7 separate regions of the Mus musculus genome follow, and regions 1, 2, 3, 4, 5 and 6 are each linked to region 7. Evidence: chromatin contacts called from public HiChIP or PLAC-seq and promoter capture Hi-C data. All regions are on one chromosome and are shown on one strand. Each heading gives the region's core, a stretch centred on a gene start, on an enhancer-like site or on the middle of the called end of the contact. The rest is flanking DNA. Distances are from core to core; before and after follow the strand shown.

Region 1 (3,921 bases), core at 602-3,101, 490 kb before region 7:
TACAAACCTGAACCAAACCTCAACCTCCTCTACTTTCTTGCCATCCCCAAATGGCTGGCTGTAGCCATTCCTATGAACTGGATAACGGTTGGCATTTCTGGACTGGGACCTGACTCAGGGGCTTCTGACTGGCCTTGGCAGGCAAAGCTGAGAGGTATCACTCTGGGGATGAAGGTAAATAAGTCTCTGGGGATCCCTGTGTTCTACCACACACCTAAGTGCCTTGTACCTAGTTCCTTACTCTACGCAAAATCCTTAGACAGGCCAAGTCCTAAAACACCCTTTCACAAAGAATGTAATAAATCCGTACTGATTCCTGTTGACAGGACAGAAAGGGCCACTTGCTAAAGGATATTCCTGTCTTACACATAGCTAAGCACCTGCCTCCTCTCTAGGTCCCATCCCAGCTGTAGGAGACCAGCCAAGCCTTGGCAGCTTTTCTGAAACCAATATCAGAAGCATCCCATCTCGTGCACGCTCCTGACCCTCCCTCCTGCTACATAATGCCAGCTCACAGGCCAGAGCTGGAGTTTAAGGACCAACAAAAAGGAGGGAGAGGCTGCCCGCCCGCGTTGCAGAAGTGGTTCATTCAGAGCCTGAGAAGCAGAACCTGGTAACAAGTGGGGCAAGAAGCTCACCTATCTGGTGGTGGCAGCAACAGCACCATCATGCACTTACCTATCTTCATGAGGCAGGCCAGGAGAATCCAGAGGGAGATCTCAAAGGGTGTGCGCACGTGAGGGTAGTCAATGTCCAGGACTGGGAAGGCCTTCCGAGATGGCTTACCGCCATGTTCAATGATTAAGTTGGTCAAATTGTGGTCATCTGGGCGATGGAGAGGCTCTGATGGTGCCGTGGTGACATCCCCAATTGAGCGTTCCCGGGGTGGTTCAGAACCTCTGATGGTGCTGGCAGTAGGGCTGTGCTGGAGGCCGTGGCTCCTGAGAACAGGTAGCAGTCCCACCAAGGCAACCACCACCAGCAAGGAGGGGAAGATCCGAGGTGGATGAAATCCCCAGACGCCGGACCACCGAAGCATCATACTGATCCCCCAGCCTAGGAGGCCTCAGCCCTTAGCGAAGTGCGTGTAAGACCTGGGACATAGGTAGCAAGGAGTCCTGCAGATGGGGTGAGACTGGGGCAATCTCTAGGAAAAGTTCATGTTTTAGAGAAGTATTTTCGTTTTCTAGAGATTCACAATCTCAAAGTCCAAACTGCAAAAAGGGGTTAAGTACCTTGGAGGGACTAAGGAGGAAACCGAAAGGATCTAGAACTTCAGGCTGAGAGAAGGAAATCGGGGAAACTGCGTCCTGAAGAGAGGGGAAGGGCCGGATAGGCTGGACCACGGGCAAGGGAAAGGAGGAAGAAGGATAGGACCTTTGGCTAAGGAAAATCACCAGGGTGCTGGAACTCGGCTAAAGGGGAGGGGTAAGGAGCCTGGGCTAAAGACGGAAAAGGGTGAGACCCACTCCGCAGGGAAAGGCGAGAGAAGGCTGGAAGGCCAGCCTGGGATAAAGGAGTATAGCAGGAAAAAGGCTGGGGCTTTCCCACCCACAGGAGAGCCAGGGTCCAGCCGCGCCGGGCTGAGATTCCGGGGAAATGGAGGGAGGCGGAAGACAGAGGCAGACGGCCTGGCGGGAAGGTGCCTCGGCGCAGGCTGGAGGCGGCTCGCAGTGAGCCAGCAGCAACACACCCCTCCTTAAGACCCCGGTGCAGAGCTGTGTTCCACCCCGGCCCAGCGGCAGCTCCTTCGGTCAGCTCCAGCTCCACTTCCAGACCTGACACAGCCCCGGGTCCCGCGGTAGCGGACTGATGCCTCGCTGAGCACAGCGCAGCCATTTATAGGCACCAACGAGTAGCAGGCGCAGCAAGCTAGAGAGACCTGTCAGCGCCCGCGCGGTGCAGCGGCCCCTGTCGCCCAGGGAAGGAAGTGTCACGTAAGAAGAGGAAGCCGAGACCTAAATTGGAAAAAAAAAAAAAAAAAAAAAAGTACAATCTAACACGAGTGACATACTGTACTATCTACAAAGTGTTTTCTTGTTAGCATGTGACTTTGAACAAGTTATTTAGCCTCTCTGTTTCACAGCTTTCTCAACTGTAAGGTGGAGATGGATAGCTATAACAAAAGGATAACAAGATGGTTAAATGAGGTGATCTATGAGAAATGTTTAGAATGAAAGGGATGGGATCGTGGTTCAGAGGTAGAGTGCTTGTCTACCATTGGTTCCTATGCCCAGTGTCACAAAATAAAGTTAAATGAATGAATGAAATGGGCTAGAAATCTGCACTCTGTATGTTCCCAAGCATTGACCTGTGCTGAGGACCGTGTGAGCTGAAATCCGTTCCTGCATCCCAGCCACAGGTGCTTTGATGGCAATGTATTGGCTTCCCTTGACTGTGGCGGCATAACCCCAGCCTCCCTGTATCCGTCTTTAGGTCCAAATTTCCCCCTTTAAAAGGACTCCAAGCAAATTGAATTAGGAATTGGCCCTAATGGCGTACCTTACCTTGATCAACTTCAAAAACCCAATCTGAGCCACGAACGGTGGGAAACTGTAATTCCAGCATTTGGGAAACTAAAGAAAGAGGAATTTTTAACTCAACGTCAGCTTGTGTAACAAAGTGAGTTCTAGACCAGGCTGAGGTCAGTAGGGAGACCCTGTCTCAAAGAGATTTAAAACAACAACAACAACAACAAAACCCCTCATCTAAATAAAGCCACATTCTCGGGCACTGAGGGGTGGGCAGGGGTAGGACTTCAGCTTCTTTTGAAAGGGCGTGTTTCAACTCATAACAGTAGTGAAACAACCAAAAAGTAAGAGGCTGGGTATTGTTTTTGTCTGTCTGTCTATCTGTCTGTCTGTCTGTCTGGTTTAAAGAGAAAAGAAGGATTTTTATTATCTGCAGACAGAAAACAGCTTCCAGAAGGGGCATGTTCTGTTTTGTGCGAAAGGCTACATTCTTACAATGTAGCCCAGCTGGCTTCTAATTTTTGGCAATCCTCCTGCCTCTCCCTCTCAAGTGGGATTACTGGTATGCACCACCACACACAGCCGGAACTGGAATTTGAATGAATGATATTGATTAGAGTTCAGAAAGGTCGAGACATTGTGTCTACATGGTGCAATCATGAGAACTCTTCCCCCCCCCCTCAGAAGTAGGATCTGAACACAGAACCCTGTGCGTGCTAGGTAAGCACACCACCGCTGAGCCCAGACTGAGAAGTTTTTAAATCATTTCAAATGCCATCCTGTTTCATGGAAAGGTTAATTAAAGCCGAGAAATCCAAGGTGATTTGTTCAAGGGGCTGTTAGAGGGGTTTGTTTTCGTTTGACAAATCTCTTCAGAACTTTCTTGACAAGGATTTCTGCTGAGCTAGGGACATAGGCATGAGGCGTGGAGTGGGACTGTGAATGGTGATTAGGGTCAGCTCCAGAGCTCAAGGTGAGCTTCCCAGCTCTGGGAGTGTCCTGTTCCTTCACTGGGTGGTCCATACCCAGTTACTCAGAGGCAGTTATGTTGTGGGAGTTCACCATGCCTTCAGAGTTTGTGTACTTTCCATCTGGAAAAAGGTGTTTTCAAGTAACAAGAGTGTGATATGACAACCAAGTGTAAAACATTTCTGACTTTTCTGAACCTTGCCACGTTTTTCCAGGAATAGATTCAGACACTGGGAGGTGACCGGAAAAAAAAAAAAAGAAAAAGAAAGAAAGAAAGAAAGAAAGAAAGAAAGAAAGAAAGAAAGAAAGAAAGAAAGAAAGAAAGAAAGAAGAAAAGAAAAGAAAAGAAAGAAAGAAAGAAAGAAAGAAAGAAAGAAAGAAAGAAAGAAAGAGAAGATTCAGAAACAGACCTGGAAAGATGCTTTAGTGGCTAAGGACCATCATTCAAATAAATCCCCAGCTCTCAGAGTTAAAAGAAAAG
Region 2 (3,787 bases), core at 1,123-3,622, 330 kb before region 7:
ACTCACTTTGTAGACCAGGCTGGCCTCGAACTCAGAAATCCGTCTGCCTCTGCCTCCTGAGTGCTGGGATTAAAGGTGTGTGTCACCACCGCCCAGTTTTGTTGTTTTTTAAATATGAATGAGGTTCCGCATGGGTTCTGGGAGCCAACCTTGGGTCCTCTGGAAGAGCAACACATACTTTTAACTATTGAGTTATCGCTCCAGTCTCATACTTGAGTGTTTTTGTTTTGAGACAAGGTCTCTCTGCATAGCCCTGGCTGACCTGGAACTCACTCTGCAGACAAGACTGGCTTCAAACTCACAAGATCTGCCTCCCGAGTGCTGGGATTCAAGGCATGCGCCTCTGCCTCCTTTGTTTCCCTCTCCTTGACTGTTCCTGTTATGTTTCATCAACCAACAGATAATAGTAACTGAATACCAATTACATATCAGGCACTGTCCCTAGCACAAACCAAACCTAGGCATTATTGTCACATGCCTTATCCTACAGTGGGACAGCCTCAGACTCCAAGCAAACAGTAAAAGGGAACTAGGGAGAGTATTTTGTTGCAGGAGTTCTGCACACCTGAGAAGATAACAAAGCAAGGAGGGAAGGCCAGGGGAAGGTTAGTCGGTCATTTGTGACCGGTCAGGAAGCCCATTTATGGATGAAATGGCTAAAAGGAGAGTTCTGAAGGGAGCTTGCCCATAGGAGCCTGCAGCAGGAGAGCCCCATCTAGCCTGGTCCCACAAAGGCAGAGCCTCCTGTGACCACTCTTCATTTTCTTTGTGCCCTCCTGTGTTTCCCTGACATCCTCTACTGGCCAGATACACCACTGACAGCCAATATACAGCCCCGTGCTGCTAACGGGCCAACTGCCCCCAGCAGTCCCCAGCCGTTTAGACATGAAAAAACAGCTTCAGAGAGCCTAACAGGGCCTCAAAGTCACAGGGTTCGGAAGCGTGGATTAGGCTTGGAGGCCTGACCTCCTCCACCAGCTGAACTCCCCATATCCCGCCCAAACCCTGCCAGTCTCCAGCCCATGCTCTGTCATCTCTGTGAGGCTATGACGCATTCCCTGACTCCTGGCCTCCTTCCTTTCCTCAGCCTCAGACCGACATCCGACCCCTGACTCCCATCACCCTCCTAAAGTCTTGAACATTCCAGAGACGATCAAAGGGAGAAAGGACAGTACTGGTGCCTAGGGTTAGATCTGATGGGGCATTTCCCTAGGGATGGCGCAGGCAGGTCTAGTAAAGAGCAAGTTTTCTTTCTGCCCCACCCCCTGGGGTACCTAAGCCGGTGCTCAGGAAGGCTGCTCTGAGCACGGAGCTGCCGAGTCCTTCTGCTTCCAAGTTCTTCCCGGCTCCCTATCTCCTGCTGCTTCGGGGAAGTGACCACCCCCGCCCCCCCCCAGCCCTCGCTCTGGCTTTTCAGATCCTTGAATAAATAATTGAGGTTTTGAAATCTTGCCAGGCGCACCCTCCCATGCAGAGAGGACGCTATTGGGTCCACATGAGTGACGTCACCCAGCTCCTTATTCCAACCCCAACATCACGGGACCTGTCCTGACAGCAACTTACCTGCTGGGTCGCTGTCCAGTCAGACTTCCTACCCTGTTCCCTCACTCTGGGGCCCACACACAAGTCATTTGGTCTTTACTTCAGGACCCCACAGCTCTCATTTAGCTTCGTCACCTCAGTCCTTTATAGCACTTAACAGGGTCACAGTGACCTGAAGTTCCTTCACCTGCACACTCATCTCCAAAGCCTTGTCACCACTTCTGTTACCCTAGGGTCCCCGAGCTCCATCATGCTGCAGTCATCCTGACAATGCTGTGGCTGTCCTGAGGAGGCCTACACCCCGCTACCGTCAACGTCCCACAGCCGCCATCCTCCAAGATCCTGTCACCGTGCTCATATCGTCACAGCCACCCACCTCCCTGCTCCCTCGTGCTCCTGTCACCGTCGCCTCGGGGCCCTATCAGAGGCAGAGCCTGTCATCCTCACCGGGGACGCCCATTTCGCTCCATCACCTGTCTTATGTCAGCTCGTTTCTGCCACCGAAGGTACTCATCACCCCCGCAGACTATCCCAATCCCTTGACCTCTTCCCACATCCTCTGTGACCTCCCCGAGTCTCTTTTAAGGCTCTCCCACTAGTGTCCCCAAAACCCCCGACCCGCAGAGGGCGCCGCGTCAAGGACAGAGAGCCGGCTCCGGAGGGGGCGGGGCCGCGGCCACGGTCACTTTTTATGAATGGGGGAGCGGGCGGCGCGAGGCCTCATTACTATGCCGCGCAGCACGCGCTGCGCTCCAGCGCGCAGCGCCCATTGGCCTGCTGGGCTTCTGGCGTCACCAAACCGGTGGCCGGGGGCGGGGCGGGGCGGGGTGACTCACGCCGCGTCTCCCGCGGCCGCGGGGGCTTCTTGGGGTCCGCGCACACCTTGCTCTGCCAGAACCTGAGTGGAGGCGCCCCGCGGCCCGGCCGCACCCGGTCCTGAGCCACCGGTGAGTAGTGGGCCCTGCCGCGGGTACCCGGAGTCTGGGAGGACACAGCGTGCAGGGGCGCCGGGCCGGCGGAAGGCTGCTTGCCCCTGCTCAGGGTCGGGGGGTCGTACCTGGGACTCTGGATGTGCAGAGTCTGCATAAGCAGGCAGCTCCCCAAGTGTTCGGGTGCTCTCGAGTGGTATGATGGGGTGACCCGGCAAAGGGTGAGCATTCCTGCGGGACCTGAGGCCCTAGAGGGACGGGCGGTCATCTGAGGTTGGGAGAACAGGAGGCGTCTGGGGCGGGCACCTAGACGTCCGAGTAGCGGGTGGTGTCTTATTTGGGGCTTCGGCTATCCAAGGCAGGAGGCGGAGTCAGGCCCAAGATCCAGGTGTCCGGGCAGAAGGAGGGGTCTGACTCAGGAATCCGGCTTTCACCAGGGGGTGTCTGCTACGGAGACCCAGTGGTTAGGAGGAAGAAGGGGGCAGTGTGTGTGGGGTGTCTGTCCGGAGTCAGAAGTCTGGGAGAGTGTAGGGGAAATGAGTTCCCAGGTGTTACCCTGGGAATGTCGAGTGGGGGCTGGCAAGAAGCTGCACCGGCTTTGCCTGGGGGCGGAGCTTGAGGCTGGCAGTGCCCATGAATCGTGAGGGGTCTGGGAGCTTCAGGAACCAAGTCATCGTGTCTGGTGGGAGGGAGCTGACTGCTCTTCTTCTTGACGTGTTTCCCTCCCCTATTCATGAGCCTATTGAGGGCACACCTTGAATCCTGTGCTTCCCCTATTCACTTATGGTAAGCTTTGATTCACTTCTTTGACCACGTGTGGCCAAGAGGTCTTCAGGACTTAGAGGAATGGAGGGGAGGGTGAAGGGACACAGAAAAGGGATCACCGAGAAAAAGGGACCCCTGTTTAGAGGCCTGGAGGCATCAGAGGACAAAAACCACAGGACATGAATTGGGGGTGTGGGGTGTGCAGGACATCCGTACCCTACCTGTTATCCTGACAGCTTTCTTTTCTCGAAGGGCCTCCTGTCAGGATACGGGCCTGCCAGCATCTCATAGGACCTTTCTTCTACAGGTACCATGATGTGGGGAGCAGGAAGCTCTATGGCCTGGTTCTCAGCTGGCTCAGGCAGTGTGAACGTGAGCAGCGTGGACCCAGTAGAGGAACCCACAGGCCCAGCTACACTGCTGCCCTCTCCCAGGGCCTGGGATGTGGTGCTGTGCATCTCAGGCACCCTGGTGTCCTGCGAGAACGCGCTGGTGGTGGCCATCATTGTGGGCACTCCTGCCTTCCGCGCCCCCATGTTCCTGCTGGTGGG
Region 3 (4,054 bases), core at 1,298-3,797, 450 kb before region 7:
CTACCCACAATATGCTGGGCCATCCTGGGTCTTCTCAAACCAATTATTAATCAAGAAAATGTCTCCCAGGACAAGCTGATGGGAGCTTCCTTGTATGAAGGTGACAAAATACTGGTCAGCACAGAGTAAGGAAAATATGTATCCTTTCTAATGTAAGTCTAATAAATTAGTGTTTGTCAATGTATATATGCATACATACATACAAATACTATATAAGTTACCAAGCTTGAGTGCTCCAGTGAACACCAGCCAGAAAATAAGCAAGTGACTGTGGATATTATTACTTCTGGTCATCCCTTGCCAGCAAACATTCATTCTGAATGCAGATATATACTGTCGCAGAAACACAATCCACCCCTCTTTCTTGTCATTTCTGCAACCTTGTCACCTAGAACAATTCCCAATTAAAATAATGTGGAGGGCTGGAGAGATGGTTCAGAGACTAAGAGCCCTGGTTGTTCTTCCAGACGTCCTGAGTTCAATTCCCAGCAACTCTATGGCGACTCATAACTATCTGTAATGGAATCTGATGCCATTTCCTAACATGCAGGTGTAAAGGAAGATGACACTTATACACATAAATCAATGGTTTTTTTTTTAAATAACGACTAGTAATGGATTAGACATATCTAAGTTTTGATGCTGACCTCTACTGTTTGCTGCCTGATTGTGGGAGTGTTGTTTTACCCACTGGAAACACTTGTCTTGAGAAAGATGCAGGATAAATATTAGCTACCTTGTAGCTTTATTGACCCAGTCACCCTAACAAAGACTGTAGGCCTAAAGCTAGGACCTGTGGATACATGATGTCAAGACCTTCAAGTCTTAATATCTGTGGAGTTTTTGTTTTTTTGAGACAGAGTTTCACCGTGTAGCTCCAGCTAGGCTGGAACTCGCTACTAGCCTCAGTTAATACAGGACCACTCACATCTACCCCCACATACTGGAGGTATGTGCCCAGCTGAGTATTCTGTCTCTCCGTGTCTCTGTCTCTGTCTCTGTCTCTCCATACAGCTAAGCAGGAAAGGTCAGGAGGCATGCCCCACAACCTTTCTAGAAGATGAAGACTGACCTGAATTCACAAGAGAAAGAAATCACAAGTGGTCCGAACAGAAATGAGCAAAGACCAGACACTTATGGGAAGAGAAACTTAGGACCAGCACTCTTTTAAAGATTTGTTTATTTTTATGTATATGAGTACACTGTAGCTGTACAGATGGTTATGAACCCTCATGTAGTTGCTGGGAATTGAATTTAGGACCTTAGCTCACTCCAGTCAGCCCTGCTAGCTCCAGCCCAAAGATTCATTTATTATAAATAAGTACAATGTAACTGTCTTAGAGGCACCAGAAGAGGGCATCATATCTCATTATGGATGGTTATGAGCCACCAAGTGGTTGCTGGGATTTGAACTGAGGACCTTCGGAAGAGCAGTCAGTGCTCTTAACCGCTGAGCCATCTCTCCAACCCTGGACCAGCACTCTTAAGTGCTAAATGTTTGTACTTAGTCTCCAGCACTGCCTGGTTTCATTCCTTGTTTTCTAACCAGTTGTGTGACCCTGGGCTAGCATCTTTTTAACTACTTTATGCTTGTTTCTTCTTTTTAAAAACATAGGAACAATTGTATCTATCAAAGAGAGCATGCCCAATACAGTGAAAATAAAAGTGTTATTACTTAGACGTTGGCATACTGTGTATCTGCCACTCTAAGAGAAGAGAAATGTAAGGTGATTGCTTTTGAGTTGAAGCTCCTGGTCTCTCTCCCTTAAGTTATCTTTACTGCCACCTTTGTCACCTTGGAACTCCCTTAGAGAGGAGGGTGTCTCCGTTCTGACTTGGAGCTTGAAAGTCAGAAGAGCAATTACTTGGCTAGTATTAGATAGACCTTGTCTGCCATCGATCTGGGTTCCTAGAGCTCCCAGGTCACTCAACATAGGACCTTTTCCTTCCAGCACCTGAAGATTCGAGCATGGAACCTGTAACTTCAGCAGCCCCCTAGAGCAAGGAGCAGGCTGAGGCTTTGCTCTGGGAGGACTCAGGGTCTTAGCCTTAGGTGTCCCCTAATTTACAGCATCAAAAGCAATTTTGATGAGCTCTTAGCCCTTGGAGGGTCTGTACTGGACCTGGGAGAACATGTGGAATTGGGACTCAGAAAAGGTGTAGTGGGATGGGAGGTGCGTCCAGGTAACTAATGGTAACCGGGCGGGGCAAGTCCACGCCGCAGGACCTCTGCGATGGCGAAAAACTACGACTCCCATGATACTCCAGAGCTGAGCCCCGCTTTTCCGCCCGCCCACTGGCTGCCGTTCCCGCGAGCGGTGAAGCCGATTGGCCCCGGCGAAGTGGGGGGCTCCCCCGCTAGCAGGTTAGTGGGCGCCACCGGCAGCAGACGTTGACCGGGCGCGCGATGGAGGGGGGGTGAGGGTGGCAGAGAGGACTAGGGCCCGCGCTCACTATTCAGGAAACTGCCGAGCGCCATCGCCGTAGCGTAGCCGCGGACCGTGAGACGCGGGGCCGGCGCGGAGACTGCGTGGCGCAGGCGCAGTGCGGGACTTCTCCTGGGTCCCCAGACAGCTGGAGGAGATAAACAGAGGAGGAGGGAGGGGAGTGCGTGTGTGAGAGCGCGCGAGGGAGTGTGAGTGTGTGTGAGCGCGGGTGTGAGGCGGTGCGCAGGGGCGGGCGGAGGCGCTGTCCGGCCCCGGCCAGGCGCCGGGCGGGGAGCATGGGAAGAGGCTAGAGCTGCCCGGGTCCCCAGCCCCCTTCCCGGGATCCGCACCCCTGCTCCCGGGAGAGGGGCCGGGCCCCCCCGGACCGACATGGGCTCCTGAAGTTGCTCCGCTGCTGGTCCTGGGAAGAGACCTGACAGGTACGGGTCGCCGCCGCCCCATCCCCGCCGCAGATGTCGAGTCGGGGACCGGCTCCCAGAGCCCCGGCTCCGGGGCCGTCCGCTCTGGGCCGGCTCCCTGCTTGGGGGCCTGAGCCCGATCGCCTCGGGACTCCGGGGTGTCCCGGGAAGGGGTCAGGCCTCGGCGGCGAGGAAGGGCAGAAAGGGCCGGGGAAGGGAGGCTAGAAGAGGACTGGCTGGGAGGTCGGGGGAGGGGGTGGGGGAAGGCTGTAGGAGTCCCGCAGGCTCCACCGGGGCAGAGGTAGAAGTCGTCCTATCACGGGACTTTTATTTATTTATTTTTTGCGGAGTTTTTGACATCTGATCTGGCGCCGATCGCACTCAGGAAGAAAGGGGCAGGTGGAAGTTTCAAGAGGTCAATGACCTGGTCTGCTCTTTCCGTGTCTCTCTGCCTCTCTTTCCCTCTCTTGCTCTCTGTTTCTGTCACCCCATACTCCTTTTCTTTCTTTCTCTCCTTCTCCTTCCTCTCTCTCTCTCTCTCTCTCTCTCTCTCTATAGAGAGAGAGAGAGAGAGAGAGAGAGAGAGAGAGAGAGAGAGAGAAAGAGAGTGAGTTTTCAGGCTTCTGGCAGTCGCAGATGCCTTCAGTGGCTCATCCTGGCACCAAACTGAACTTTGCCAAGGTGTTTGCATCATCGACTGTAGCGCTAAGTACAAAGGGTCTCTGCTTGGGAGTGGGCTATTAGTACCCACTTCAAAGGGTAAATAAGAATCGGTAGAGATAAACTGCAAACCCGCAGGATCTCTTTCTGAAAAGCTTTAGTGGAGCGTCCCGTCCCACGCCCCACCCCCCACCCCCCATCCCAAGCCCGGTGATTGGAGTTTCTTGGCGACTTATGGTTTGCTCTCCGCTGCAGGTGCATTACCAGGACTAATAAGAATTAAAAAAAAAAAAGTATGAGGGTTTACATGCGATTTATCTGAGCAGTACAGACGATTTATCTTAGCAGCTGAGTGTGACTAATTTCTTGTGAATGTCTCTGGTGTTCTTAAATCTCTTGAGGTAAATGTGTTGGTGGAGCAACTTGAAAGTTTTCTCAAGTTTGAGTTTAGAAGCTGAGTACTGTGACTGTAGCTTTTCCATTCCTTCCAAGGATGGGGTGGATGATCGGGATAAAGTGTCAGATAAGCATTTTTTTTTTCATGTGTGG
Region 4 (3,503 bases), core at 292-2,791, 330 kb after region 7:
ATGGAGTTCGGGAAGCAGGGAACAGAGTGAGGGAGGAGTAGGCAGGAGTCAGGCCCAGACCAAAGTGTGTGATTCACCTCCTTCTGCCCTCCCGTCCCTGTTTGATCCATGCTGACATTAGAATGAATAACTAGAGGAAACTTGCTTGCGGCCTCTGTTGAACTGTAGGGCACCTGAGGCCAGGAAGTTCCTGGGCGGAGCCCCAACCCCAAGGTCCCCCAAAATACTCACACCCAACCAGGACTCTACCCATTTCAGCCAACAAGGGGCCCATCTGAAGCCAAGCCCCTCTGGGAGGAAGGGCTGGGCGTGGGGGAAGCAGAAAATTCAAGAATTAGGCTCCTTGTCTGAGGGGGAGAAGGAAGATCCCAGCATTGTCCCTAGGAGCCCAAACTTCAACAAGACCGTCCCAAATCCAGTTAAGACTGACAGAAAAGACTCAAAGCTGATAGACACCTGTCTGAGGGGATGCACTGAGGACCACAGATGTCCAAAGGCACTCCAAGTAAGGGAGACTGATAACCTTGCCTCTGGGGATGCCCAGTCTGTTGGGAGATAATTCTGCCTTCGGAAGCTATCTCAGCTGAGAGGGAGGTAGGCAACCTCTGAGGAGTTTTTTGTCTGATGATGGAAGCCAAAGACAAGGATTTAGGGCTTGGCTGGAGCTCCAGTTTCTACACTGTCCCTCTCCTCCCACCTCCTCACCAGGATACCAACTAGACTACCAAAGCGGTGACCCGTTGCCTACACCAGTTGCAAGTTGCCTTTAAAGGTACAAGGGCGACGCCAGGCGTGGTGGCGCATGCCTTTAATCCCAGCATTCAGGAGGCAGAGGCAGGCGGATTTCTGAGTTCGAGGCCAGTCTGGTCTACAAAGTGAGTTCCAGGACAGTCAGGGCTACACAGAGAAACCCTGTCTCGAAAAGGAAAAAAAAAAAAAGCACAATGGCTACTTCACAAGAGGAAGTTGAGGCTTCAGGATGATGTCATTACTGACTCAAATGCCAAACTTCTCACCCTACCTACCCCACTGGCTCCCTCCACTTTACCTGGACCCAGGGAGCCCTCATTAGCTGTTGGCTGTGCCATGGAATGTGTGGGGTGGTGGCTTTGACTCATGGGACCATAGGAAAAGGAGTGGAGTAGCTCTTTTAGCAACCTTCCAGTGAGGGAAGACTCCCTCACTGTTGCTCGGAACTCCCCTTTCCCACCCTGGGGGACAAGGGGCTGCCCTAGGTAGAGGTCAGACTTGGCTGTGAGACCTCAACTCAGTGCCCAAGTCACCCTCTCTAGCTGGATCACCACAGAGAAAGCTGTTCTAAGCAATGTTATGCACTGGGTGAGGTTCACTGCTGTTCTTCCAGGCCAGTCCATGGCCAAAATGTGGCCAGAAGGAAATGGGACTATTCCTTCTAGAAAATACGATGTCCTCACTGGTACCCACATAGCTGAAGGTGACAAGGAACTCCTGATTCTAGCTCCCTGTGCCCATGCTCCAGGCAAAGCAGAGTATTCCTGGGTATGACCTCACCACCAACCATCTGGGGGGACTTCTCCTGACTTAGTGTCTTCCCCTCACGTCCTCCCCAGCTAGGCCAGCCACTGTTCACTGCTCCTGACTCCTCCTCCCATTGAGAACTGGAGGTGCCCAGCCCACAGGAGCAAGGCTTACTGTTTGTTCTCCATTGCTGCCTCTGTTCACTAGAGATGTCCTCAGACACATTCGCAGGACAAGCACATCCGGGGAACCGGCTTCCTGGACCTTTCACTTAGCAGTTGTAAGGTGTGGTGTCAACACACAAGCTTCCTGCAACTGAGAAGACATACCCTCCTGGAATAAACAGCAGCAGGGCAGCCACTCCCTGGTGTCTCGGAGACTGTGACTACCAGACGTAGGGGAACAAGCACTGTATTTTATCATGCAACTGGATCTGTACAACCCTTACTGAACACCACACTCTCCAGGAAGCACTTGCTGGCTGCCAAGGACAGAAACAAGGGCGTCCAGAATAGCGGGTTCACGAGTCCTCCTCAGCCTCTGCACCTCAGCTGTGAGGCATACAGTGGAGGTCCCCAACTATCTGACTTCCAATCAGCCTGTTTGTGGATGGAGTAAGCTAATTGCTGTGGCTTATTGCTGGCACAGCCTTCTGAGAAGCAACAGGGGCTTGCAGGTGGCTGAACGGAATCACCTCAAGTCCTGTAAATGCCTTTATCCTGTAGGAGGAGCCACTTTGCCAGCCTGGAAAGCTCCGGGAACCGCTCCCTGCCCAGGATACTTCATCAGCTCAAAACACATAGTTCTGCAGTGACCAGAAACTTCCCGCCCTCTGCCTTGCTTTGGGGTTAGGAGTTACTGTAGCTCAAGTGGTTTGGACACGCCCCAGCTGTACCTGGAAGAGTGGTGAACTCAAGCTCCAGCCTCCACCCACAAGGAACAAACTGAAGGTGTGTGCACCCTGCCTTCTGTAGCCATCCCACCTGAACACATCTACAGGCAACACAGAATGCCCTCAGTCACTCACGAGTCACTGTTCTACACCCACCAGGCCCCTCCAACAGGCTGAGCATACCCAGTAAGCCGGATACACATCACATTTCACCCTCAGTGTGCAGCCTCTTACTTAACAGATAAGACATTGACAACACCCATGGCGTTGGTGGCCGCATTAGATCTGTGGTGATTTCCTACAGTGAAATCAATGTTTCCAAATTGTTGATAATGCTGTTAGGATGGAACCCGGGGGCTCCTACACAGCCTTCGGCCTCTGCCATACTTGATATTCCTGTACTTTGCTTTGTGAGTACTGAACCTAGAACTTCACACATGCTAGCAAGCATTCCATCAGAGTATGTCCCCGGCCCTGTGTTCCCATTTTGTAGGTAGACAAGCTAAGGTTTAACAAATTAGTGTAGGGAGCTATGTGCGTCCAGCTGCAAGACACTTGCCTGTCCTTGGAGTCACACCCGAGGAGGAGACCATCAAAGGCTTGGGTATAAAAATTTATTATACGTAAAAGAATATTACCACTAATAAATGCAGACAAGCAAGGACACAACGGGACTGGCTGGAAGATGAATTCTTTGGAAAGTGAACAGGTTTAAGTGGCTGGGAGCCTCGTGCCAAACACCACAGGGCATGAGGGCAACAAGTGACTGCCGTGTGAATCCACAATACCTCTCCTATTGGAGCAAGGGCCTCAAGGATGGCTTCCCAAGGTGGCCCAGGCTGATCTGGAGTCGGGGCAACACCACTGTAAGCAAGACATTTAATTGGAAAAATTCCACAAACTATACATGACCCTTGAGCCACACAATTCAAATATAAAACATTAAGTTAGAGGCGTGGGAAAAGAAGGCGGCATGGGTCCGAAGCTCCTTCAATCCTGGTGGATCCGTGGGGAAAGGACGGGGATGGTGAAACCAAGCCCCTCCTCTCAATGTACAAAGGATTACTCTGATTGATATTAAATTGTATTGACAACAAAATAGACTAAAAAGCAA
Region 5 (3,663 bases), core at 14-2,513, 410 kb before region 7:
GAGTGGGAACCGCAGGGGTTTCTCGGTCAGAACAAGGGCTGAAGCACCTGGGCCATGAGACCAAGTTGCTAGGGCATCCACAGAAGGTGGCATTGGCATCCCAGCTCTTGGGGCCTCTTGAACATAGGCCCCCTCCTTTCTACCTAAGGCTGAGGTAGCACAAGACATTTAGTGTGTGGGAGGGAGATTCACACGTTGCTTTGTTATAAGGTGTGAATGGAAGTAGGGATTAAGAGGGGTGGTGATACTAATTACTGGAGAGTTGAGGCTTGGGTTGGACTTTTGAGAGAAGAGTGGGACCTTGATAGATCCGACTGCAGAGCTTGGAGAGCTCATTTGTACCTTTATAAAATGAGTCTGAGGCTGAATGGCCCTGCAATCTGCTTTCTGGGTTCTTACACCCATCACTGGACCACATACGAGCTAGACCTCAGACATACACTGGCCTGTGATAATGGGATAGGCAGGTCAGGATCCTAAGATGCCCCACATCTGCAGAGATCATCAGTGTCCCAGCCCTGCCTGCAGCACCATCAGACAGGCAGGCAGGCAGACCCCATCCCCCAGCCAGGGCCAAGACTAGAGATGGATAGAGCTGGGCCCACAGCCATTTCTGCTCCGTCTGGCATCCGTCGGCTCTGCCCAGACAGACAGGCCAGCTGGTGTGCCATCGTCTGGCTGAAACTAGGCAGGCCTGGGGAAGCTTAAGGAACCCACTCAAGTCAGCAGGATGGGAGTGGGGGAGATGCCACACACAGAGCAGTTAGCTGAAGCCTCGGGACTTTCCCCAGGGATCAAGGGGCACCCACATTCAAAAGAGGACTATCTGGGGCCCAGCCATCTGAGTTGTGTCACCTCTGTTACACTGGTTGGGTAGGGTGTGACAACCCCTTCATCTTGACTTGGCTGAGAGCTCAGCTTCGTGTCTGTATTTTTGCTGAGAGAAGTTGGTGATTTCTGAATTCACAGCTTGTTTTCTGAGTTCCCACTGTGTGCTAGGTACTGGGGAGACAGAGTTCTATCACTCTGAGTCCCTGTGCCCCAGAGTGCCCAGCCACTGAACGAGAATAAACTCTCTGGCATAGTTCGGCATGAAATAGGAAAGATGCAGGAAGCAGTAAGTCTTGGAAATGGTCAGGTATAGTGCTGTGGGTTACCAAGAAGAGTTGAGTCACCTCAGCTCAGGATCAGGGAAGCCTCAGAAAGATGTCGTGTCTGAATGGGCTCTAAATGTGGGCAGCTCAGACAAGGAGATGAGGGGGAGGAGAGGACTGTGGGGAAGGACACTGCAGGGAGAGGAAATGGTGTGAACAAAGGCGTGGGGGCGGGGGACTGACTGAAGAGCCTGCCTCAGAACAGCAAATCCATTTGGCTGGAGCAGAGGGTTCTGGAAAGGACTGGCAGGGGATGAGTCTGTGAGGTAGCCTGGGGCTTGCCTGGAAAGGGCTTGGAATGCAGAGGGTGGCATTTGGCCTTGATTCAGTGTGTGATGGGCAGCTACTGGAGAGCTTTGAGCGAGGACGTGCAGAGGGCTGTCTTTTCAGGGAGATTGATCTGGCAGTACATCTAGGATGGGTGAGCCCTGGGGCCAGCCTGCTCTTTTTTTTTCCCCATCCCCACATGCCTGCCAGTGACCCCTAGAATGTCACGTTCTGTCCCAGGCCAGCCTCCCCAGGGCTACCATCTGCTCCTGGAAACAGACCACCCTCTGGTTCCTGGCTGGTCTCTGGTCTGGCTCTTGCTAGGAGCTCAGAAAGGGGCACCTTGCAGGCAGTAACTGGGTTTCCAAACAGCGCCTGCTCCTTCGTCATAGGCACTCGTTCTGACGCAGAGCACACCATCAAAGCAGCTCTGCTTCCTGCCTGCCCCACATTGCTTAGCTGTCGGTTAGAGTCTTAAGTGGCTACTCCAAGGGCTGGGTGCTCCTCCTGACTGTATGGCGAGAGAGGTCAGGAGACACCTGTGACCTGTGCCCTTGGTGAAGGGACCCTTGGCATTAGTGAGTGCTGCTTGCTGTAAGCATAGTAGACCCACCCCAGCCCAGTAGGAAGCGGGGAGGTTCAATCCCCAGCATTGAAAATACAAACATTTACAGGTTTCTAAAGGGGAAAGTGACTCTCATTGCTGCTTGGCTGTACAGATGAGAAACCAAATTGGGTTTCTGGCAACAGGGAGGTGGGCCTGGAAAAGAGGGCGTCTCCCTCTACCCCTCCAACAGAAAGCCTACACTCCCCTTTATCCATACTTGTCCATTGGAGAAAAGAGTAGAGAGGATTTGGAGCTCCTGGTGTGCACAGCCCCCTCACCATCAGCTTCCAGAGAGCTGACTTTGCCAGACAGTCAGGCCCCATCCTCCAGCCCCAGGAGGTGGAGGCCACAGCTGCTGCAGATCAGTCAGCCAGGACAGAGGGGGGTCTGGCTGAGGGCATGCTGGTCAGACCCTGAGTCCCTGGCCTAACACTTCTGGCTTCTCCAGGCCACAGAACTGTCCTTGAGGGCCCCCTGCCTTGGACATAGCTTTGAAGACCAGCAGGGGGATTTGAGGAGGTGGATGAAGGAAAAGAGAAGGAGGGCTTGGGGAGTCTGCGGTGGGCAGGATGCCAGGCCTTCTGCTGCAGAGCTGCGGGTGCCTGAGGTGAACAGTGCACAGTTGCAGCCTACGCCCAGCAGAGGGCAGCCCGACACTGCTCTTTACTCGCCAAGCCTCAGGCTCCTGGCTTGAGCCTCAGCTTACTCCTGCTCCCAGGGAGGGAGCAGTGGGCTTCGCCAAGGCTTCATCTCCTTATCTCCTCACCCTGAGGGTTGTCAGAGATGGCCTAGAAGTAGCCACAGAAGATGGTGGGAACCTTGTATCTGCCACAGGGCCTCTCTCACCTCTAAGCTATGTTCCTGTACCTTCTCAGGGACGGGGACCACTATGATGCCCTCCGGGACTGCCTCAAGGCCATCTCCCTAAACCCTTGCCACCTGAAGGCACACTTCCGTCTGGCCCGGTGCCTCTTTGAACTGAAGTATGTGGCCGAGGCTCTGGAGTGCCTGGATGACTTCAAAGGGAAGTTCCCAGAGCAGGCCCACAGCAGTGCATGTGACGCATTAGGCCGGGACATCACAGCTGCCCTTTTCTCCAAAAGTGATGGTGGTGAGTGTGTGCCCAGGAGACGCAGCTGTCCGTTCCCTACCCAGAAAGGCCCTGGCGCTTTGATCTAGAAGCCCTGGTTTCAGATGCTGATTATGAAACTCCATGGACTTAAGACAGTCTGACCCCTGAAACTCACTTTTCATGGCTGAAGAAGGAGACGGTCAGCATCTCCCAGTGAAACTCTGTTGAAAGTTAATGTTAGCATTCAAGGCACCAGGTAGAGCCCAGTCAGGCTGTGTGAGCTCTAGCTGGGCCTTCCCACCTGTCCCCAGACGGGCCTTGGCAGAGCACACTGGGCAGAGGCAAGTGCTGTTTGTTGTCTTTGTCTCAGTCTGGCCATGGGCAGCAGGCATGGTGTCTAGGACAGTGCCTTAGTTCTCAGCTTAGCTCTACCAGGTCGAACTGTGTGGCCATGGATCCAGCACAGCCTCCAAACCGGTCTTGTCTGCAAAGGGCACACCAAGCCTTCCCAGTGCCTCTGTAGATTTGTAGGACGAGCTGGGTCATGGTGACCAACTATGAGA
Region 6 (3,643 bases), core at 956-3,455, 350 kb after region 7:
GGGAATTGAACTCATGACCTCTGCAAGAGCAGCCAGTGCTCTTAACCGCTGTGCCATCTCTCCAGCCCCCATTATCCCATTATAGGGAAATTATGGCTTACAGAAAGTGAGGTTTCCAATTACCTAACTTGTTAGAAATTTACCCTATGTCTGACTCACAATCAGAGGTCGAGAGGATTCCCAGATACTAAACACAACTACCACCAGAGACCTATATAGCTGCATGTGGGTACAATTAATCTATCTTTTTTTTTCTTTTCATTTTGAAAGGCAAAATGCACACTGAACCATGACCTATGAGCAACATTCAACACCATTATGAAGGACTTACGAGGTGGCTCAGTTGGTGGAGTTCTTGCCTAGCATGCACAAGATCCTGGGTTTGACCCTTGGCAAAAGAAAACGGCTGGGTGTGGTGGCTCATTCCTGTACACGAGCACTTAGGAGGCTGAAGCAGGAGAGTGAGCCCTAGTTCCAAGCAGCCTACACTGCGAAGTGAGTAAAGCCACCTAAGCTTCATTGGGTACTTGTCTTAAAAACAAAAGGACAAGCAGGGTGATGGCGGCAACCATCTTTGACAGACACGGGTGGGTGATCTCTGTGAGTTCAAGGCAAGCCTGGTCTACAAAGCACCAGGACAGCTAGGGTTGTACAGGGAAACTCTTGTCTCAAAAAGCCAAAACTAAATTTAAAAAAATATAATAAAAACACAAGAGGGCTAAATCAGAGTCCGTGCTGATTGTCAATGTTGCACCGGGAAGCACAGGCCTTTCTTCTCTGTTTCCTGCCTGAGGATGTCAACTGCCCTGCCTCCATTTTCCACCAAGATGGACCAAAATTTCTCCAACTGTGAGCAATGCAAAATATGCTAACAATGTGAAGGAAAAAAATATTTCCTAACATAAAAAAAAAATTTTTTTTTTGTTTTTGTTTTTTGAGACAGGGTTTCTCTGTGTAGCCCTGGCTGTCCTGGAACTCATTCTATAGACCAGCCTGGCCCTGAACTCAGAAATCCGCCTGCCTCTGCCTCCCAAGTGCTGAATTAAAGGCATGAACCACCATCGCCCGGCTTACAAGTATTCTTATAAGCACAAGAGATAATGGCTCTGGTCCCAGCACTTTGGAGGCTGAAGCAAGAGGGTCCAACCTGGGCTACCAGAAAGTACTTAATTCGAAAACGACTGCTTTATAATTTTCAAGCTGCTTTTTTATACACGAAACCCTTTAATCGTCGTGAAAACTCTTACAATGTTAACTTGCCAGTGTGGGAACTGATGTCTTGAAATTTCAACAGCAGTTAGGCTAATTGCCTTGCGAGAACGCAATATGTGGGCCTCTGACGCCAGATAGCTAACTTTAACTCAGTTTATTCATTCATTTAATCAACGGATATATGCGAAACATCCACCACGCATTAGGCACTGGCGATGCAAATGTCAACAAGGCTCAGAGCAAGTTCACTCCTGTCCTACCTGACACCAAGAACGTATGCACCCTCTTAAGAGGTTCGTCATGTTAAAGATGGAGGGTTCACATACGCATTCTTGTCCCGATGAACAGTGCTCAGCACTGATAAGACCGCAGAAATCGCCACTCGCACAATTCATGGCAGAGGAGTGGGACAAGGGCCTCCTTCCTGTTTACAAATAAAAGTGGGTGCGCCGCAGCTCGGCCTCCGCCAGCCGGAGACTCCACCGCCAGCAGGCTGCACCGCGCGACCAGCAGCTCGCCGGGCCCCTCTCCGGGTCTGGGTCCACAGGCCCAGCCGCCCCGCCGCGTTCCGGGGACCTCAGTAGCCACAGTGGCGGTCGCGCATGCACTCCGCAGCCGATCCGCAGTCCCCAGGCCAGACGGCGCGGGCCAACGGTCCCAGGAGGCGCCTCGCCGGCCCCAGCCGCGGCGGACGAAGCCGGAGCACGGTCGTCCTAAGGCCACCATCCTTACTCCGGGCTCACCTCACTGTAGAAGGTCATAAATGCCTCCTCTGTGCTGCCTCCGCCACCCGAAGCACCACTCTCTCCCGAAGCCGCCATTTTCCCGGCTAACCACCACGTGACCGTTCTGCGCAAGCGCAGCCTCACGTAACCACCCAAGCCCGCCTTCCCGGACTCCCCGCCCGCCAGCTGAACTTAAAGGGGCCGAGACCTCTTTTTTTTTTTTTTCGGTTTTAGTTTTGGTTTTTCAGAATAAGGATAAAGTTTCATAGTGTTGCCCTGGTTGTCTCCAGTCTCTGACAGAAAGAAATCTGTTGTCTCTGGATATACCTATTATTATTCTGGACATTTCCCATGGATGGAATCTACTTATACAATTCTTATTTAGGTTTTTTTCATGTGACAGTTTTTTGGTTTTTTTGACCCAGGATTTCTCTGTGTAGCCTTGGTTGTCCTGGAATTCTCTCTGTAGACCAGGCTGACCTCAAACTCACAGAGATCTACATGACTCCCTGGAGTGCTGGAACTGGCCTGGGTAACCACCATGTACCAGTTTTTTAAGAGTTTATCCCAGTGGAGCCTATCCTGGTACTCCAGAGGCAGAGGTAGGCAGATCTTCTGAGTTTGGGGCCAGCCTAGTCTCTATAGTAAGTTTCAGGACAGCCAGGCCTGTGAAAAAAAAACTGTCAAAAAAATTTTTTTTTTTTTTACTGCATTTTATGGTGGCATCCAATTCCTCAAAGGTATGTCTATGCTATGATTTGTTGACCTCTTCAGTAGTTCAACATTTGGGGTCTTCTCACCTTTGGACCACTGTGAAATAGTATTATGAAGCTGGACATATGCCTGTAACCCCAACTCTGGGGAGGTGGAGACGGAAAGATGAGAAATTGGCTTCTTCACTGCGAGTTTGAGGCCATCCCGAGTTACAACAGATCTCATTGAGGTAGGGACAAAATCGGAAAATGGGATGGAAGCAATTATGAGCATGCATGTATAAGGATCTGTGCTTGGAGTTTGTTATTTAATTTTTAAAATTATACTTACTTATTAGTGGGGGCACAGTGTCACAATGCACATGGAGAGGTCAGGGAGAACAACTTTCAAGAGTCCGTTCTCTCCTTTCACCATTGGGGCCCAGCACTAGCCCTATGTGTGGGGGGCGGGGGGGGTGCGGGGGGGGAGTGTATGGGGGGGTGTGGGTGTTTATTCGTTTGTTTCTGAAAACAGGATCTTGTTATGAAGCCCTGGCTGGCCCAGAATTCCCTTTGTCGAATAGGCTAGATTAAGCTAGATTAAGCTCTTCCTGTGTGCCTCAGGAGTGCTGGGATTACAGGTTTGTACCACCAGTTCGCTTGATGTTCTTTTCAGTGTCCTTGTAGCCCGTCACCAAGTTATTAGGTCCATTCACCGACACATTGATACAGTTCAAAATTACTAATTCACTACCTACTAAGGCTCTGATGGCTTCACAAAGTAAACTGTGAGAAAGAACTCAGAAGCAAGGATAAAAAAAAATTGCTGTCAGGATGACTAGGAAGGTCAAAGAAGGGTTTCTCTGAGAAAGTGACATTTAAGGTGAGAGAAGGCACTGCAGTGGCAATATAACCAAAGAACAAGAACACCTCTTAAGAGATAAACACGATTTCATATGTATAAACAGAGGTTTGAGGTCGATATCCAGGCTGTCGGCATCCTAGGCATGGCTA
Region 7 (3,966 bases), core at 643-3,142:
ATTCCAGTAGTGAGAACAGATAGGGTTTGATGTAGGCCCTTCCAAGGAGAATGGTGCCCCAATTTCCCCTAGGGTTTCCCCAAAGACAGCACCTGGAAGAGGCTTTTCTATCAGCAGGGGAGGACAGCATCGATTTTTTTTTTTAATTTTTAAATTTTATTTATTTAATGTATATATGAGTACACTGTAGCTATCTTCAGACACACCAGAAGAGAGCATCAGCTCTCATTATAGATGGTTGTGAGCCACCATGTGGTTGCTGGGAATTGAACTCAGAACGTATCGAAGAGCAGTCAGTGCTCTTAACCAGCACCAACAGCATCAATTTTACCACAGAGAACTTCCAACTCAGCAGCCTCTTTCTCCTGAGTTCTTCAAATGATTGGTAAGGCTTCGGTGAGAATGGTTTGTGGTGCTGGTTCATGGTGTAGCTTATACCATATGACCAGTGGCCAAACCCAAGATCTGCCCTAAAGCAGGTATTTGGGGGTTTGCAGTGGCAGTCTGCTTCCACCTGAGTGTCCCTGATCTCTCTGATGGGAGAATATACCTCTTCATCAATTACCTGGTACTTGAGTTTTTCATCCTTGAAAAGGCATAGTTTGGGGCTGGAGAAATGACTCTGCAGTTAAGAACACTGGCTGCTCTTCCAGAGGACACAGGTTCAATTCCCAGCATTCACATGGCAGCTCACAGCTCTCTGTAACTCCAGGTCCAGGGGCTCTGTCACCCTCACAGGTACAGGCAAAAGACCAATGAGCATAAAAATAAATAATTAAAAGAGAAAGCAAAGGAGCAGTTTATGCTGTCTATCTGGAGTTTTACCATAAACATGGCTTATATGTCCACTCCATGGCCCAGCCCTCTAGTGAATATATGTCCTTGTTTCTGGTCTGTCTTGAGATACTGGTGGGTGAATTGCTGGCCGAAGAATGTGAATATCATATTCGAGCCCTGGGGGTCAAGGATGAATTTTTTTCTTAGAATTTTCCCCATAATCTTTTGAATCAGAAACCCTCTTCTTCCCTTTCACAGGATGGGAGTCAGGCAGTCATCTGTTACAGGAGGAGAGGCTCTGATGTAGTAGGAGAGGTTGGAGAAGGGTGCCCAGTTTTCGTAGGTGTGGTGCACATTGTAAGTTGGTGGGCTGTCAATCAAATGCCATCTGGCTGGCAACATATCTCATGACTGAATTCCGCAGGAAGGGAATGGTTTTTATTTGTTTGGAGTGTGAGTGGGTTTTCCGAGACAGGGTTTCTCTATGTAACCTTGGCTGTCCTGGAACTCACCCTGTATACCAGCCTGACCTCAAAGGAAGGAAATGTTAATCAACAATGTCCCAGAATCCCTTGAAGTGGGTAAGCACGGGGCACACCGTATTGGCGGATGGTTTCAGTAGTAACTTTATTCTTGCTAGAAATTTAGGTGTTGAACAGTTTTCACCATCGAATCCTGTCGGGTACAACTGCACGTGTACTGGTCCCATTCCATGCTCATGCATTCACCTCGATTTTGACATGGGTTGGAAAAGCAAGAACTTGCTGGGTGCCTGAACAACAGTGCCGCGCGGAGCAGCAGGATGCGGGAGCGGCAGGATGCGGGAGCAGCAGGATGCGGATGAGCGTGTTGGCGGCCGGAAGGTCGTGGAATGCGGGGCGCGCCGTCTGTAGACGACAGGCTGAAGAAGTCCGGTCCTGTACTGGCTTCACAGCTGGAGGAGTCGGGTCTTGCGAGAACGCTCACCGCCAGCAGTTCGAAAACTCTCAAGAGACGACCCACCGCCAATTCCAGCCGCACACGCGCACTGCAGGATGGGGCGGAGCGCGCGCATGCGCACCGCGATGGGCGGGGGGTCAGTGCGCACGCAGTCGCGGTCCCTTCCCCGCCCTTTCTCTTCCCGGTTTTCCTCTCAGCTGCTGGGCCCGGTCAGTGGCAGCTTCCGGTAGGAGCGCCGCGAAGCGCGACCCGGTCTCTGCTCACTGTCATGTCCTACGGTCCCTTAGACATGTATCGGAACCCCGGGCCGTCGGGGCCTCAGCCCCGGGACTTCAACAGCATCATCCAGACATGCAGTGGCAACATCCAGCGGATCAGCCAAGCCAGTGAGCGAGGGGACCCAGCCGGGAGCTGGGGGCGGCCTGAGGGACAGACGGTGGTGAAGCTGCCAAGTCGGGGAGCCCGGTCTGGGTCGCAGCTCAGGCCACACCTTGAGGCCGTCGCGAGCCTCCACTCTGGGCGCGGCGAGCTGCCTTTCCCTGGGTCGGCCAGGCTCGGGCCCTTTAGGTCCACACCCCTGTCTTAGGCGGTTAGAGTTCACGGTGTTGGGGGTCAACAGAGCCGACAGCCCCGATGGTGGGAGGGAGTGTGTGTCATCTCCAGGACTGTGAGCAGCAGTCTTGACTTGGCGCAGTGGTCAGCCGAGTTTTTCCTGTCGTCGCCGTCCCCCTCTCCCCACCCACCTTGTTTTCCTCAGTTCCGATCAGGGGGTGCTTACTTGGTTGCGACTTTAGGTTCACATTCAGCTCAGCGGTTGGGTCCTCAGACATCAGCAACTTTCAATTAAGGGAAGTGGAGAATGCGTGCGTTCGAGTGACTTAATACACTGTGTTTCCTGTAATTAACCTGGACGTCAGTCAGTGCCTGGCATTTAAGGGACGGGAGGACTGCTGCTTTATGGCACAGAATGCACCGGGAACATTTTAGGTTAGGTTGTCTTTGTAGCGAACGTTTTTCCCATTTCAAGCATGAAGATGTCCTCTTCTGCCTCCGTTGAGAGCTACTCTTGGCCACAATTACACACCAAGTAAGAGATGGCAGGGTTGGGCCAAGTCAGTTTGTAACTGCTTACCTTAAAACTCCCTTCTGTAGCTAGAGTCAAGTACAGGCTGTTTTTGAGTTTCAGAATCATCCCAGAGCCCTGTAAACAGAACAACAGAAGCAATTTTACTTTAAAAATGGTGACAACCATCTGTGTTGTTTATTATTCTGTTTTTTTTTTTTTTTTTTTTTTTTGTGAGCTTAGCTATACTGTTAATAAGTAGAGTCAGTTCTGAATTGCAGTTATGTCCTAAGCTTTAAAGCATAAGCTACCACTGTGCTTTTATTTTCTTTTTGAGACAGTTTTTTTGTAGCTCTGACTATCCTGGAACTCACTCTGTGTACCAGGCTGGCTTCAAAATTAGAGATCCACCTGCCTCTGCCTCCCAAGTGCTGGGATTAACAATGTACGCCACCACACCCAGCTTGTCACTTTGCTTTTATATCTAAATGTATACTGTAGGATTTGAGAGGTAGAAAGTTTCAGGCAGGAAGGGTTAGGCCTGGGTGTATGGAGGTAGTACGAATACTCAGCTTGTTAACCCAGATATGAAAAACACAATAATAATTGATGACTAGACAGTATGGTACTTTGTGTCCCAGTTTCCTTTTGTTAAGGAGCTATAATACAGGATAAATCAGAAAATTCTTTTCAAGGGGCTGGCAAGATGGTTCAGGTAAAGTGCTTGCTGTGCAGGCCTGACCATCTGATTTGAGCCCCAGAACCCAGATGAACGTGGAAGGAGCAAATTAACTCCACAGAGCTGTACTCTGACCTCCACACTCAGCCACACTCGTTCCCTGGCACACACAATGTGTCTGTTTACATTAGTTCTATGTATGTTCCACATATCATACACACAAAAATAATAAAGAAAATTTTGTGCCAGGTGTTGGGGGCGGGGTCATGCCTTCAATTCCAGTACTTGAGAGGCAGAGGCAGGTAGATCTCAGAGTTTGAGAGGCTAGCCAGTTTACAGAGTTTCAGGACAGCCAGGGGCTACACAGAGAAACCTTGTTTTGAACCACCAGAAAGAAGAAAAGAAAGAGAGGAAAGAAAGAAAGAGAATTTGTGGGTTTTTTTTTTTTTTCTCATTGAGACTAACCTAATTTAAATGACTGTATGTGGAATATTTCATATTTGAGTAT

Evidence for each region. Promoter capture Hi-C pulls out the DNA fragments that hold promoters and counts their contacts. HiChIP or PLAC-seq counts read pairs in DNA pulled down with a chosen protein or histone mark.
Region 1: a promoter capture Hi-C map of liver shows a contact between it and region 7, with 3 times the contacts expected there. The contact joins the promoter of Slc9a1 here to the promoter of Stx12 in region 7. A contact is called at or near these places in 3 of 39 promoter capture datasets (liver and pre-B cells), 2 of 115 datasets of contacts at active chromatin or transcription factors (both in embryonic stem cells) and 1 of 9 other capture datasets (liver).
Region 2: an H3K4me3 HiChIP or PLAC-seq map of bone marrow-derived macrophages shows a contact between it and region 7, with 2.4 times the contacts expected there. The contact joins the promoter of Gpr3 here to the promoter of Stx12 in region 7. A contact is called at or near these places in 1 of 39 promoter capture datasets (neutrophils), 1 of 484 Hi-C or Micro-C datasets (cerebral cortex), 2 of 115 datasets of contacts at active chromatin or transcription factors (bone marrow-derived macrophages and large pre-B cells) and 3 of 9 other capture datasets (adipose tissue, liver and macrophages).
Region 3: a contact with region 7 is called in an H3K4me3 HiChIP or PLAC-seq map of bone marrow-derived macrophages, with 6 times the contacts expected there. The contact joins the promoter of Wdtc1 here to the promoter of Stx12 in region 7. A contact is called at or near these places in 2 of 115 datasets of contacts at active chromatin or transcription factors (bone marrow-derived macrophages and stem cell-derived neural progenitor cells) and 2 of 9 other capture datasets (adipose tissue and liver).
Region 4: a promoter capture Hi-C map of hematopoietic stem and progenitor cells shows a contact between it and region 7, with 3 times the contacts expected there. The contact joins the enhancer-like site here to the promoter of Stx12 in region 7. A contact is called at or near these places in 6 of 39 promoter capture datasets (the C10 cell line, cranial neural crest, hematopoietic stem and progenitor cells and 3 more), 2 of 115 datasets of contacts at active chromatin or transcription factors (extraembryonic endoderm stem cells and large pre-B cells) and 3 of 9 other capture datasets (adipose tissue, embryonic stem cells and pancreatic islet).
Region 5: a contact with region 7 is called in an H3K27ac HiChIP or PLAC-seq map of double positive thymocytes, with 4 times the contacts expected there. The contact joins the enhancer-like site here to the promoter of Stx12 in region 7. A contact is called at or near these places in 1 of 39 promoter capture datasets (hippocampal neurons), 2 of 115 datasets of contacts at active chromatin or transcription factors (bone marrow-derived macrophages and double positive thymocytes) and 1 of 9 other capture datasets (adipose tissue).
Region 6: a contact with region 7 is called in an H3K4me3 HiChIP or PLAC-seq map of the SCID.adh cell line, with 11 read pairs. The contact joins the promoter of Atpif1 here to the promoter of Stx12 in region 7. A contact is called at or near these places in 3 of 39 promoter capture datasets (the C10 cell line, cranial neural crest and embryonic stem cells), 5 of 115 datasets of contacts at active chromatin or transcription factors (the 230-238 cell line, the SCID.adh cell line, T-cell acute lymphoblastic leukemia and 2 more) and 2 of 9 other capture datasets (adipose tissue and pancreatic islet).

Annotation. Positions count from the first base shown.
Region 1 is chr4:133,367,665-133,371,585 of GRCm38.p6, reverse strand. Slc9a1 (solute carrier family 9 (sodium/hydrogen exchanger), member 1) reads right to left here and starts at 1,851. Exons shown (of 12, transcript NM_016981.3): 1 at 679-1,851. The coding sequence starts at 1,042. Mir5122 (microRNA 5122) reads right to left here and starts at 1,810; the gene lies at 1,722-1,810.
Region 2 is chr4:133,211,121-133,214,907 of GRCm38.p6, reverse strand. It overlaps Gpr3 (G-protein coupled receptor 3), which reads left to right and starts at 2,372. Exons shown (of 2, transcript NM_008154.3): 1 at 2,372-2,489; 2 at 3,544-3,787. The coding sequence starts at 3,549.
Region 3 is chr4:133,337,808-133,341,861 of GRCm38.p6, reverse strand. It overlaps Wdtc1 (WD and tetratricopeptide repeats 1), which reads left to right and starts at 2,547. Exons shown (of 16, transcript NM_199306.4): 1 at 2,547-2,866.
Region 4 is chr4:132,553,224-132,556,726 of GRCm38.p6, reverse strand. It overlaps Dnajc8 (DnaJ heat shock protein family (Hsp40) member C8), which reads right to left. Exons shown (of 9, transcript NM_172400.3): 9 at 2,985-3,503. Among named protein-coding and RNA genes, the nearest start is that of Gm24762, 7.8 kb to the right of the region's middle. Within about 2 kb of position 1,541, at least 67 of the 459 cell types and tissues checked have an H3K27ac peak or open chromatin away from gene starts, as enhancers often do. A contact at or near this core is called in embryonic stem cells and hematopoietic stem and progenitor cells, where this site is marked.
Region 5 is chr4:133,296,896-133,300,558 of GRCm38.p6, reverse strand. Wdtc1 (WD and tetratricopeptide repeats 1) reads left to right here. Exons shown (of 16, transcript NM_199306.4): 13 at 2,904-3,139. Among named protein-coding and RNA genes, the nearest start is that of Tmem222, 21 kb to the right of the region's middle. Within about 2 kb of position 1,263, at least 79 of the 459 cell types and tissues checked have an H3K27ac peak or open chromatin away from gene starts, as enhancers often do. A contact at or near this core is called in double positive thymocytes and hippocampal neurons, where this site is marked.
Region 6 is chr4:132,533,976-132,537,618 of GRCm38.p6, reverse strand. Atpif1 (ATPase inhibitory factor 1) reads left to right here and starts at 2,205. Exons shown (of 4, transcript NM_007512.4): 1 at 2,205-2,880. It overlaps Dnajc8 (DnaJ heat shock protein family (Hsp40) member C8), which reads right to left and starts at 2,060. Exons shown (of 9, transcript NM_172400.3): 1 at 1,956-2,060. The coding sequence starts at 2,033.
Region 7 is chr4:132,882,384-132,886,349 of GRCm38.p6, reverse strand. It overlaps Stx12 (syntaxin 12), which reads left to right and starts at 1,892. Exons shown (of 9, transcript NM_133887.4): 1 at 1,892-2,102. The coding sequence starts at 1,985. It also overlaps the pseudogene Gm13033.